3 separate regions of the Mus musculus genome follow, and all the other regions are linked to region 1. The links are chromatin contacts, called in public Hi-C and HiChIP or PLAC-seq maps. All regions are on one chromosome and are shown on one strand. Each heading gives the region's core, a stretch centred on a gene start, on an enhancer-like site or on the middle of the called end of the contact. The rest is flanking DNA. Distances are from core to core; before and after follow the strand shown.

Region 1 (3,193 bases), core at 211-2,710:
TGCTTCCTGCCCCTTCTTTTCGCGTTGCCAGTGGCCTCTCTTGATCACAAAACATCCAGTGAAAGCAATGCTTGTTCCCTGGAATTCAATTGGGGACATTGAGGCACATAAATTAGTGCTGCTGCTGTGATCACGTGTCTAAGGTAACAGTCAAAACTGGGTGCCTACACCTTGTGCAATCTCAGAGTAGGGTAATACCCCCCACCCCCAGCAAGGTCTTATGTGGTCAAAGCTGACCTTGAATTTAACTTGCTATGTAGCTAAGAATTACTTTGAACATCTGATGATCTGCCCCACCTCCCAAATGCTGGGAGTATAGTGTACACCACAACACCCATTTTATCCCGAGCTGGGGATCGAACCCAGCACTTGGTGCACACTAGGTAAGCACTCTACCAGGTTCAGCTGCATCCGCATTCCAGGCCCCAAACCCACTTACTTCCTCTTTGAAAATAGCTAGAGAGCCAGGGAACTCACAGACCTGAGGCTTGAATTCAGAGAAAGAAGCTCCAGATTTCTGTCATACCTGTTCCTATCTGGGTGACCTTGAATGGCCTTCTGAATGTCCCTCCTGAACTTCAGATTCTACATCTAAAATTCAGGCAGTATTGGGTATTTTTCTGTAGCTGTGACACTACAATACACCATGACCAGAAGCAGCTTACAGAAGAAAAGGTTCATTTTGGGCTTTTGGTTCCAAAGAGATGGATCCTCTACAGCTGGAAGCCCGCACACACGGCATGCACGGTGGCAGAGCAAGAAACTGAGCAGTCACATCTTCAACCGCACTCATGAAACAGAGAGAGAGAGAGAGAGAGAGAGAGAGAGAGAGAGAGAGAGAGAGAGAGAGAGAGAGAGCGCAAACTGGAAATAGGATGAGGCTCTGAGCTCTCAAAGCCCCCAGCTGGTGACACGCTTTCTCCAGCAAGGCTGCACCTCATAACCTCCCATCCCCCAACAGCACTGCCAACCGGGACCAAATGTTCAAACAATTGAGCCCATGGCAGGAATAGGGAAACACTTCTCATTCAAACCACCACAGGCAGTTTTCCTGCGCACACAAGAGCAGGTGAGGCCCCATCTGAGACTGCCTTGCCCACCGTAGCTGTAACAGTAGGAAGTAGCTGTAACTTCCTAGCTGGCAGTAGGAAGCGCCCATAGCAGGTGAAACCATATAAACAGGGTGAAAACAGGCTCGAAAGGACACTGACCAGATATCCTTATGTGCATAGGGTACAAGGCTGACGGAGGAATGAGGATTAAAGCAAGCAGATTTTTGGAGACTCCTGAAACCATACATACAGTGGCTTCAGATTCCTGGCCACGGTATTTTATTTTATAGGTAGAAAAGCAGGCTAAAACACTGCCCTGTGACACCCAAGCAAGGCCTCCTGGACCCATGCAGGGATCAAGTTTCTCCGTCCCTCCCCCCACCTCCCCAGGCTTCAGCAAACAAGACAACACCTGCCTTCTCTTTGCTGCCAAAATGCAGTGTGAGACTCTTATGAACTATTAAACGGAATCCACCCATACAGATCAAATTCAAGGCAACAGGATGGAGACATTCTGCGGCTCAAAGTTAGTGTTTATGTAGTGGGTGTGTGCCGAGCTCCCTCACCATCAGACAGAAAATGTTCCGTCTCAGTCGTGAGCCCCACCTCCCTGGCTTCTGGAAAATTCCACCTTGGCCATGTTTTTTAGGCCCTCCTTTTTTCAGGGTTGTGCAAATGTCCTGAGGGAACTTGGGCCATCTGGAAGATTCAGGGAGGGGCCCTTCGGTCGTCAGCTAGAATCTGGTCAGGTCTGCCATCCTAGACTTATCTTCAAGGTGGCATCTCTGCTGCCTTGGAGCCAAACCCAGGCCAGGGGTCTCTGTGGTGGGACACCAGAGCCTCCCTGCACAGCCAGTGACTGACGATTCTCAGCAAAGTGTCTGCTGTCCTCATGTCCCAGCTCCCAAACAGCATCTCTGTCCTGTGCCTCCATGCATCCTGGGAAACTCTGTCAAAATCCTTCTCTTAGCCAGGTAGGTAGAGAGCCCTGGAATCCCACTGTTAGGCTGAGACAGGGACAAAGATCAGCCTGGCCAGGGTCGGAAAGACCCAAACTCCTGCTTGCTACAGCCCTTTACCCAGATGGCACCAAGTCCTGGTGGTACCAGCCCCCTTCCTGAAAGAATTCCATGTGCTCAAACCAGTACTGTATATGGAGAAAAACCAGTTCTTCGCCTGATTTGCCTGGGACTATAAGAACCTAGCAAGCAGCTTGGGTCCCGAGCTCTTCTCTACCCCCAGCCCTGGGAAGGGTGAACCTCGCCTGAAAGCTTGCCAATAAAGCTGAGCTTGTTTTAAGCTGCCAGCTCCGTGTGATCTGCATCCCTTGGCTTCTCACCCAGCACTTGGGTTGTGGAAGCAGGAGGATCAGGAGTTCACAGCCATCCTGGAACACAGAGACATAGGGGCTAGCCTGGGCTACAGGACGTTTTGACTTCCTTCTCACTCACATCTTCCTGCTGTTGATTCTGGGAGCTCTTAGAGTCCCACACAATCCAAATCTAACCCCAATTCTAGACATTGGTAGGGGACTTGTGATTAAAGAAGGCCTGGAAATATGTCCCCCTCCTGGCGCCCTTCTTAGCATCAAAATATAAATGAATAACACAGTGAACTATCACATGTGCACAGTAACGTGTGTGTGTGTCGTGCCTCCTCCTCACACTGTGGGTGAGTCAAGGATGCGTTCTAGCCAGGGTGGAGACTTGAACCTGAAGAAGAAAAGCATGAATCTCTGTCCTGTCCAGGTGACCGTGAGTGGCCTCCGTAGCACCTCTCTCAAACTTCCTGACAACTCCCACTGAAGAGCAGAAGTGCTTGAGAAAATGTCATGTGAATTTATTGATTTGTTATTAAATAAATAATATTTCAGAGAGCTCTATTTGTTCTTTGTGATGTGTCCTTCCCCACCCCCACCCCCACCCCACCTCCTTTAGAGCATACAGAACTAAGGTCTTCGAGCATAAGAACTTAGCAATCTGCTAAGGGCAATGTTCTAGTCAGCTTTTTTGCTGCTAAAATAAAACACCATAACCAAAAGCAACTTAAGAAGGAGGGTTTTCTTGCTCGCTCGCTCGCTTGCTTGCTTGTTTTGTTTAGGATGGTTCCTACAGAAAACAGAGCGAACTGAAAGTGAGGGG
Region 2 (3,193 bases), core at 351-2,850, 240 kb after region 1:
ATAAGTACACTGTAACTGACTTCAGACACACCAGAAGAGGGTGTCAGATCTCATTACGGTTGGTTGTGAGTCACCATGTGGTTGCTGGGATTTGAACTCAGGTCGTCCGGAAGAGCAGTTAGTGCTCTTACCCGTTGCCACCCCACAACAAGTGTTCTTAATCAATGAGCCACTTCTCCAGCCTCCCATTTAATTTTAAGACACAGTCTCCCAGGGATCCTGCAGCTTGTCCTGTCAGCTACTATCATGGCTGACCAGTGAGCCCCAGTTTCCTCCCTTCTCCAGTTCCCAGCACGGCAATTACAGATGCACGCCTATGTTTTGCATTAATGCTGGAGATTGGACTCTGGTCCTTCTGCATGTGTAACAAGCGCTTTGCCCACTGAGACATCTCCCCAGCCTCAATGGACTCCCAAGTTCTTATATGAATAGGAACAGAAATACACGAGAGATGGCTAACAGATGGGGACCAAGCAGGCTTTGGTTGTTGGCGCTAAGACTTTTATGACAGCAGATATTGAGATGGTTTTTGAAGCTGATAGGAATGATCTAGCATAAAGAGAGAAGCTGATGACCATGAAGGTTCCATGTTCTGGGGAGGATGGGCTTCATCAGGGACACGGCTCCTTCATTTAATTTAATTCATTTACATATTATTTCTTCTGAGGCAGAGTCTCACTCTGTAGCTCTGGCCTTCAAACTCACAGAGATCCACCGCCTGCTTCTACCTCCCAAGTGTTGGGATTAGTGTCTGCCACTACGACCTGCTGCCCCCTTCATTTTAAAAGCAGGAAAGGCTCCTGTGGGGCTGACTCTCATGTCTGGGAAGTGTGAAGCAAGGTCTTAGGCTTAGGGTTAAACACGAGGACCAAGGAGGAAGCTTGAGAAACTCCCATTTTACAGTGTGAGGACTAATAGTAGGATGGGCAGGCTCACTGAGTCTGTGGATATCGAGTAAAAACGAGGGGAGTCACAGTGAATTCTCCAGAAATGGTCAAATGTTCTGGTGTAGTGTCAGGGCTCAAGGGAGCATCACTGGGGCGAGGCGGTTGGTAAGTGAGGAGGCAATGGCTAATGGATTTACAAGGAAGTGTGACCACTATTACTATTATGCGTGTACACGAGCACACATTTGTCATGAGTACCCCTGCACCTGTGTGGCAAATGTGAGAATCTGGCAGGGTCACAGGTATGCAAGTCTCCCCGAGGCTAACAGGATGCTCCCGCGTTAATACAGTCATGAAGAGGAAAAGGGTTAGGTTAGAGATCTCTGAGATCTCAATGAAGATAGATGTCTTAGGGTTTTACTGCTGTGAACAGACACCACAACCAAGCCAACTTTTATAAAGGACAGCATATATTTGGGGCTGTCTTACAGGTTCAGAGGTTCAGTTCATTATCATCAAGGCAGGAACATGGCAGCATCCAGGCAGGCATGGCGCAGGCAGAGCTGAGAGTTCTACATCTTCACCTGAAGGCTGCTAGTGGAAGACTCACTTCCAGGCAGCTAGGGTAAAGGTTTTAAGCCCACACCCACAGTGACACAACTACTCGAACAAGGCCATACCTATCCAAACAAAGCCACACCTCAAATAGTGCCACTCCCTGGGCCAAGCATGTATAAACCATCACAATAGGCAAGCTGGGAAAAGCACATGAGCCATGCCTGCCAAGAGAGAAGAAAACTCTGGGATAGAAAACAGCAAGGGAGAAATGATATTGATAATGGCCTGTGCTATAGATGCTGGAGTCATAAAGATTCAGGGAGGTGTCGGGGGGTTGTTAGTCAGTTCATGACAACCATCAGGAGTGGCAGGCATCTGATGAGGTTACAGGGTGCAGGCCAGGGTCACATCAGCCTCAGCCTCCTGAGTGCTGGCCTTACAGGTATGCCTCACCATGCCCGGTGAGGTTAGGAGTTCAGAGCAAAGGGGACAAGGGTTGGAGAGACAGCTCACTCTGTAAACTGATCCTTTGCCAGGGTAAAGAGCTGGCTTTCAAAGTTCTTGCCTCATGCCCACAGGGGCCGGCATTTGATCACCAGAACCTATATAAAAAGCAGGCACGGTGGCATGCGGCTATAGTCCTAGCACTGGGGAGGCAGGGTAGGAGGAAGCAGGATCCCTGGAGCTCGGTGGCCAGCTTGCCTAGCCGAAGGGCAAACTTATGGCCAATGAACTCCTTTTTCAAAAAAAAAAAAAAAAAAAAAAAAGCCAGGCATGGTGGCACACACCTTTAATCCCAGCACTTGGGAGGCAGAGGCAGGCAGATCTCTGAGTTGGAGGCCAGCCTAGTCTACAAAGTGAGTTCCAGGACAGCCAGGGCTATACAGAGAAATCCTGTCTCGAAAAACCAAAAAAAAAAAAAAAAAAAAGAAAAAAAGAAAAAAAGAAAGATGGATGGTCATCTTGAGAAGACCCAAAGTTGACCTCTGGCCTACACACACACACACACACACACACAGAGAGAGAGAGAGGAATAACAGTACTAAAAAATATTTATGGTCCTTGTCTCTCTACCCAGGGCCTGTCACTGTCACTTGCAGCCTTCATGCTCACATGTGGTGACAGATGAGGAGGTGGGAATCTGTCCCATACATAAAAGGATGAGCTGGCCAATCAGACGTGCTCTTGGGAATCTGAACTCTGAAAGCCATAAAGCTGTTAGCAGAAGCAGAAGCAGAGGATAAAGATCACCAGGAATGGCCCCCATATCTGTTAAAGCACAGATGCTGGCATCCGGCTAGAAGCTAGCCAAGGAGCCCCATTAGAATAGGAGGCAACAGAAACGGCGGATATAGGGCCTTGGGTGGTTGCAGAGGCAAAGAATATGCCCCCACACCTGACTTCAGTCCCCAGAGCCCACCCAGAGGGCCAACTCCTGAGAACCCATTCCCACAAGCCCACCGAGATATGTTTGTACACCTGTTTCCCACACAACTAAATAATCCGAAATGGGGGTTCCATGGTAGAGAGTATGTGCCCGTGAACCCTGTGCCCTCCTACTATAAAGAACTTTAAAATTAAATATAACTGTTTCTTTGTGTGTACATGTCTGTGCATGTGTGCTCATGTGTGCATCAGGGTTGGTATCAGGTATCAGATTGCTCTCCACCATATAGGTATATTTTTAAGAGTTTAAGTCTTAAAAGTTTATTACATTTTGCTGGGTGGTGGTAGCACACACCTTTTGT
Region 3 (3,193 bases), core at 272-2,771, 130 kb after region 1:
GTTTCCAAGGCCTGGCCAGCCGTAGCCGTGCCCGTGGTGAGCGAGGCCACTTGCACCGCCTGCTTGCGGGCAGCCAGCAAGATCCTGCAGTAGGTGAAGCAGATGGCACCCGAAGGCAGGAAAAAGGTGACGCCGGACGCCACGAGGACATAAGGCAGGCTGGCCAATAGGCGGCACTGGCCCGGGGCAGATGTTCGAGCTTTGCCCAGTTCATGCCAGCCCAGCAAGAGGGGCAGGAAGGAGGCCAGCGCGGCGAGGCTCCAGGCACCCAGGATGAGCGCCAGGGCACGCGGGGCTGTCATGCGCAGCTTGTAGCGCAGCGGCGAGAGGATGAGCAGGTAGCGGTCCAGGCTGATGAGGCAGAGGTTGAGAATGGAGGCGCTGCAGCACATCACGTCGAAGGCGGTCCAAAGCAGACAGAGGCCGCGAGCTAGCACCCAGCGCCCATACAGCGCGTTCAGCATGGCTGGGGGCATCACCACCAATCCCACCATCAGGTCCGACGTGAAGAGCGACACCAGGAAGAAGTTAGACGTGTTGCGCAGCGCGGGCTGCGTGCAGATGAGCGCGATCAGCAGCGAATTGGCGGCTGCCGTCAGCACGATGACCACGCACAGCGCAGCGGCCACCCAGCCGCTGCCCCCTGGGGCTGGCGGTGGCCCGGGGCCCCAGGCTGGGGTGCTACTGTTGACAGGGCCGGGCTCTGGAACCATGGGGACTAGGGTTGAGGACCAGGACAGGATATGGTGAATGCGGATACAGGGTGAAGCCAAAGGAAGAGAAAGCAAGATGGGTAAAAACTGCACCTCAGAGGAGTAGGTGGCAAAACAGGGTTCTTAGGTCACCGAGCAACCATTACAAGAGGTCGGGGAGAGATTGTAGGGGCGCCTCCTATGGCGGGGCCACCTGGAGTACTCGGGTAAGAAGTTTGGGGAGGGGTACCGATGCGCCGAGTCCATGAAAGTTGGGCTGGGGCTGGATGAGAGCCCTGGAATGGAATAGAGCCACCGGGGATGCCTAAGGATGGGGGTGGGGCTCCTGGCCAGAGGCACGGCTGGGGAGGTGGGAGCAGGAGGCGAACTCCCGCCTTCCGGTCGGGGCAGTCTCTCTGAGGAGGGTGGGCGTGTGAGTACGCTTGATCACGAGCTGTCGCGCGTGGGGGTCGCAATGGGGTGGCCCAAGAACAGGAGCGCAGCTCGGCGGCGGAAAGCAGGTCTCCTTTCTCCCCTAGGCACTGAAGGATCCCGGGTACCGGAGGCCGCGGACCGGGCCGGGCCAGACCTGGTGGGGGAGAGAGGGCTGGCAGAGGAGCGCAGCGCGGCGCGGCGCTCCGCCCTCCCGGCCGCGCCGGCTCGCCTGGCCGCCTCCCGCCCGCGCTCCCTACCTGGGCGCTCGCGGGTGATCCGCTGCCGGCGACTGCGGCAAGCGCCGCGGGGCTGGAGACTACAGGCAGCGGCTGGTGGCGCGGCGGGCATAGGGCTCCCGAGCCGGGGAGATGGTGCGCAGGAGCCCGCGACGCTTCAGCCACGCGCGGTCCCGGAGGCTCCGAGCGTGCGCCCCGCCCCGCCCCGCGGTGGGCGGGCAGAGTCGAGCCCCTCTTAGCTGGCGAGCGGGGTTGTGGTACCCTAGGCCTGGAGAAGGATGCTCCAAGCGCTCCCGGGCGCCCGCAGCCCCCACACCTTCGCCTGTGGCTCCCCTGCCCACATGTGGTGATGGCGCAGGCAGAAGTCAAGGAAGGGGGACGTGACCTGTATGTACCCGGAGACTGCTCCCCAATGGGGGTCGAGCCACTCACTGTAAGAATCACCGAGCTTTCAAGAGAAGTCAGCTGGGAAATACCGAGCAAGTCCTTTGAGATCCCTCTGAGCCTCAGCTGCTGGATCTATACAATGGGTAAATAATTTCTACCACACTTCACCTTTGGATCAACCCTGCCAGTTCTCTAACAACACTGAGTGATTTTGGTGAAGGTCCCCCTCCCTGACCTGTTGGCGCTCCAAGTCTCAGTGTGAGGGATTTGGGAATCTCCAAGCCATTGGAAGGGTAGTCACTGCAAACAGGGGTAGGGCCTAGCGCCTCCTAGTGATGACCAAGTTTTCTTCACACCTTGTAGGTACCAGGTACTGCTCTGGACCATCTATCTGGACACCACGACATTAGATGACGCTTCCCATCTGTGAACTTCCATTCTAGTGGAAGGAAATGGACAAGAAATGGGCAAAGGAAACGTAAAGTGGTCATTTCTATAGGAAAGGGGGGAGGAAGAAGAGGGAGGGGAGGAGGGAAAGGAGGAGGAGGAGAGAAAATGTACAGCAGTGTGAAGAGAACCTGACACGTATCTTTTTTGAAATGGAAATACCTCCCACTTAGAAGAGCCCACTGCGTTCATGGCCTTGGTTTGTCCTGGAATATCTCTACCCAGATTCCTACCCCCAACTATAAAGCCAGAATATACATGCCAGAAATATAAATACCAGGAAGAAGGTGTTACGCTGAGGCTCAGAGAGGTCAAGAGCCTCTACCGAGGTCTCCAGCACCAGGCAACCAAGGATCTGGTGGAACCGAGTTCCGCCAGGTGCTCAAGGCAGAAGGTGCTTAAGATGCCCGGTGTCCAAATCCGCAGATCAACGGTATCCACTCACACCCAAAGGTGGGTGAAGTCAGCCGCAGCACCCAAAAGACGGACCCTGTCTTTCACTCCACACTGTGAGGCCTGAGGAAACAGAAGGTCACCCCTGGATGGAGCGTCAGAGACCCACTTGCGATCCCAGCTCTGATGCTCAGTAGGTTCTGCGCATTCAGGGCCGGTGGCGGCTGATCCCTTGGCCTTCTTTTCTCTCCAGCCACAGTTAGCAGAATTCCGTGTCTGACTCACGGGGTGTCAGGGGAGATTAGATGACACTGTGTGCTCCAACAGCTTGACAGTCCTATGTCGGTGCTAGCTGTTGGCTTCTGTGTCTCTCACTGGCGTTTCATCCTGAGGTGCCTCTCATAGCCCTGGTGTGCCTAACACAGCAGCAGGAGATATGTTTGCAGCATGGGAATCAGGGCTTATCGTCATAATCTGTTACTTGATCTATAATGCTGGCAAAGGTTTCTCCTCCTCCTCCTCCTCCTCCTCCTCTTCCTCCTCCTCGTCCTCTTCTTCTTCTTCTTCTTCTTCTTCTTCTTCTTCTTCTTCTTCTTCTTCTTC

What was found. Hi-C and Micro-C count contacts between places; a contact is called where the count stands out from the background. HiChIP or PLAC-seq counts read pairs in DNA pulled down with a chosen protein or histone mark.
Region 2: a contact with region 1 is called in an HNF4G HiChIP or PLAC-seq map of pancreatic cancer cells. The contact joins two enhancer-like sites. A contact is called at or near these places in 2 of 39 promoter capture datasets (both in liver) and 2 of 115 datasets of contacts at active chromatin or transcription factors (embryonic stem cells and pancreatic cancer cells).
Region 3: a contact with region 1 is called in a Hi-C map of bone marrow-derived macrophages, with 45 read pairs. The contact joins the promoter of Htr6 here to the enhancer-like site in region 1. A contact is called at or near these places in 2 of 39 promoter capture datasets (liver and stem cell-derived epiblast-like cells), 13 of 484 Hi-C or Micro-C datasets (the AML12 cell line, LSK cells, the N1E-115 cell line and 8 more), 14 of 115 datasets of contacts at active chromatin or transcription factors (bone marrow-derived macrophages, craniofacial prominence, embryonic basal ganglia and 9 more) and 3 of 9 other capture datasets (adipose tissue, liver and pancreatic islet).

The regions. Positions count from the first base shown.
Region 1 is chr4:138,940,636-138,943,828 of GRCm38.p6, forward strand. No RefSeq gene overlaps it. Among named protein-coding and RNA genes, the nearest start is that of Gm33011, 3.6 kb to the left of the region's middle. Within about 2 kb of position 1,461, at least 90 of the 459 cell types and tissues checked have an H3K27ac peak or open chromatin away from gene starts, as enhancers often do. A contact at or near this core is called in the N1E-115 cell line, adipose tissue, bone marrow-derived macrophages and 3 more, where this site is marked.
Region 2 is chr4:139,184,386-139,187,578 of GRCm38.p6, forward strand. No RefSeq gene overlaps it. Among named protein-coding and RNA genes, the nearest start is that of Gm16287, 5.3 kb to the left of the region's middle. Within about 2 kb of position 1,601, at least 23 of the 459 cell types and tissues checked have an H3K27ac peak or open chromatin away from gene starts, as enhancers often do. A contact at or near this core is called in pancreatic cancer cells, where this site is marked.
Region 3 is chr4:139,074,049-139,077,241 of GRCm38.p6, forward strand. Htr6 (5-hydroxytryptamine (serotonin) receptor 6) reads right to left here and starts at 1,522. Exons shown (of 4, transcript NM_001377096.1): 1 at 1,385-1,522; 2 at 1-1,281. The coding sequence starts at 713.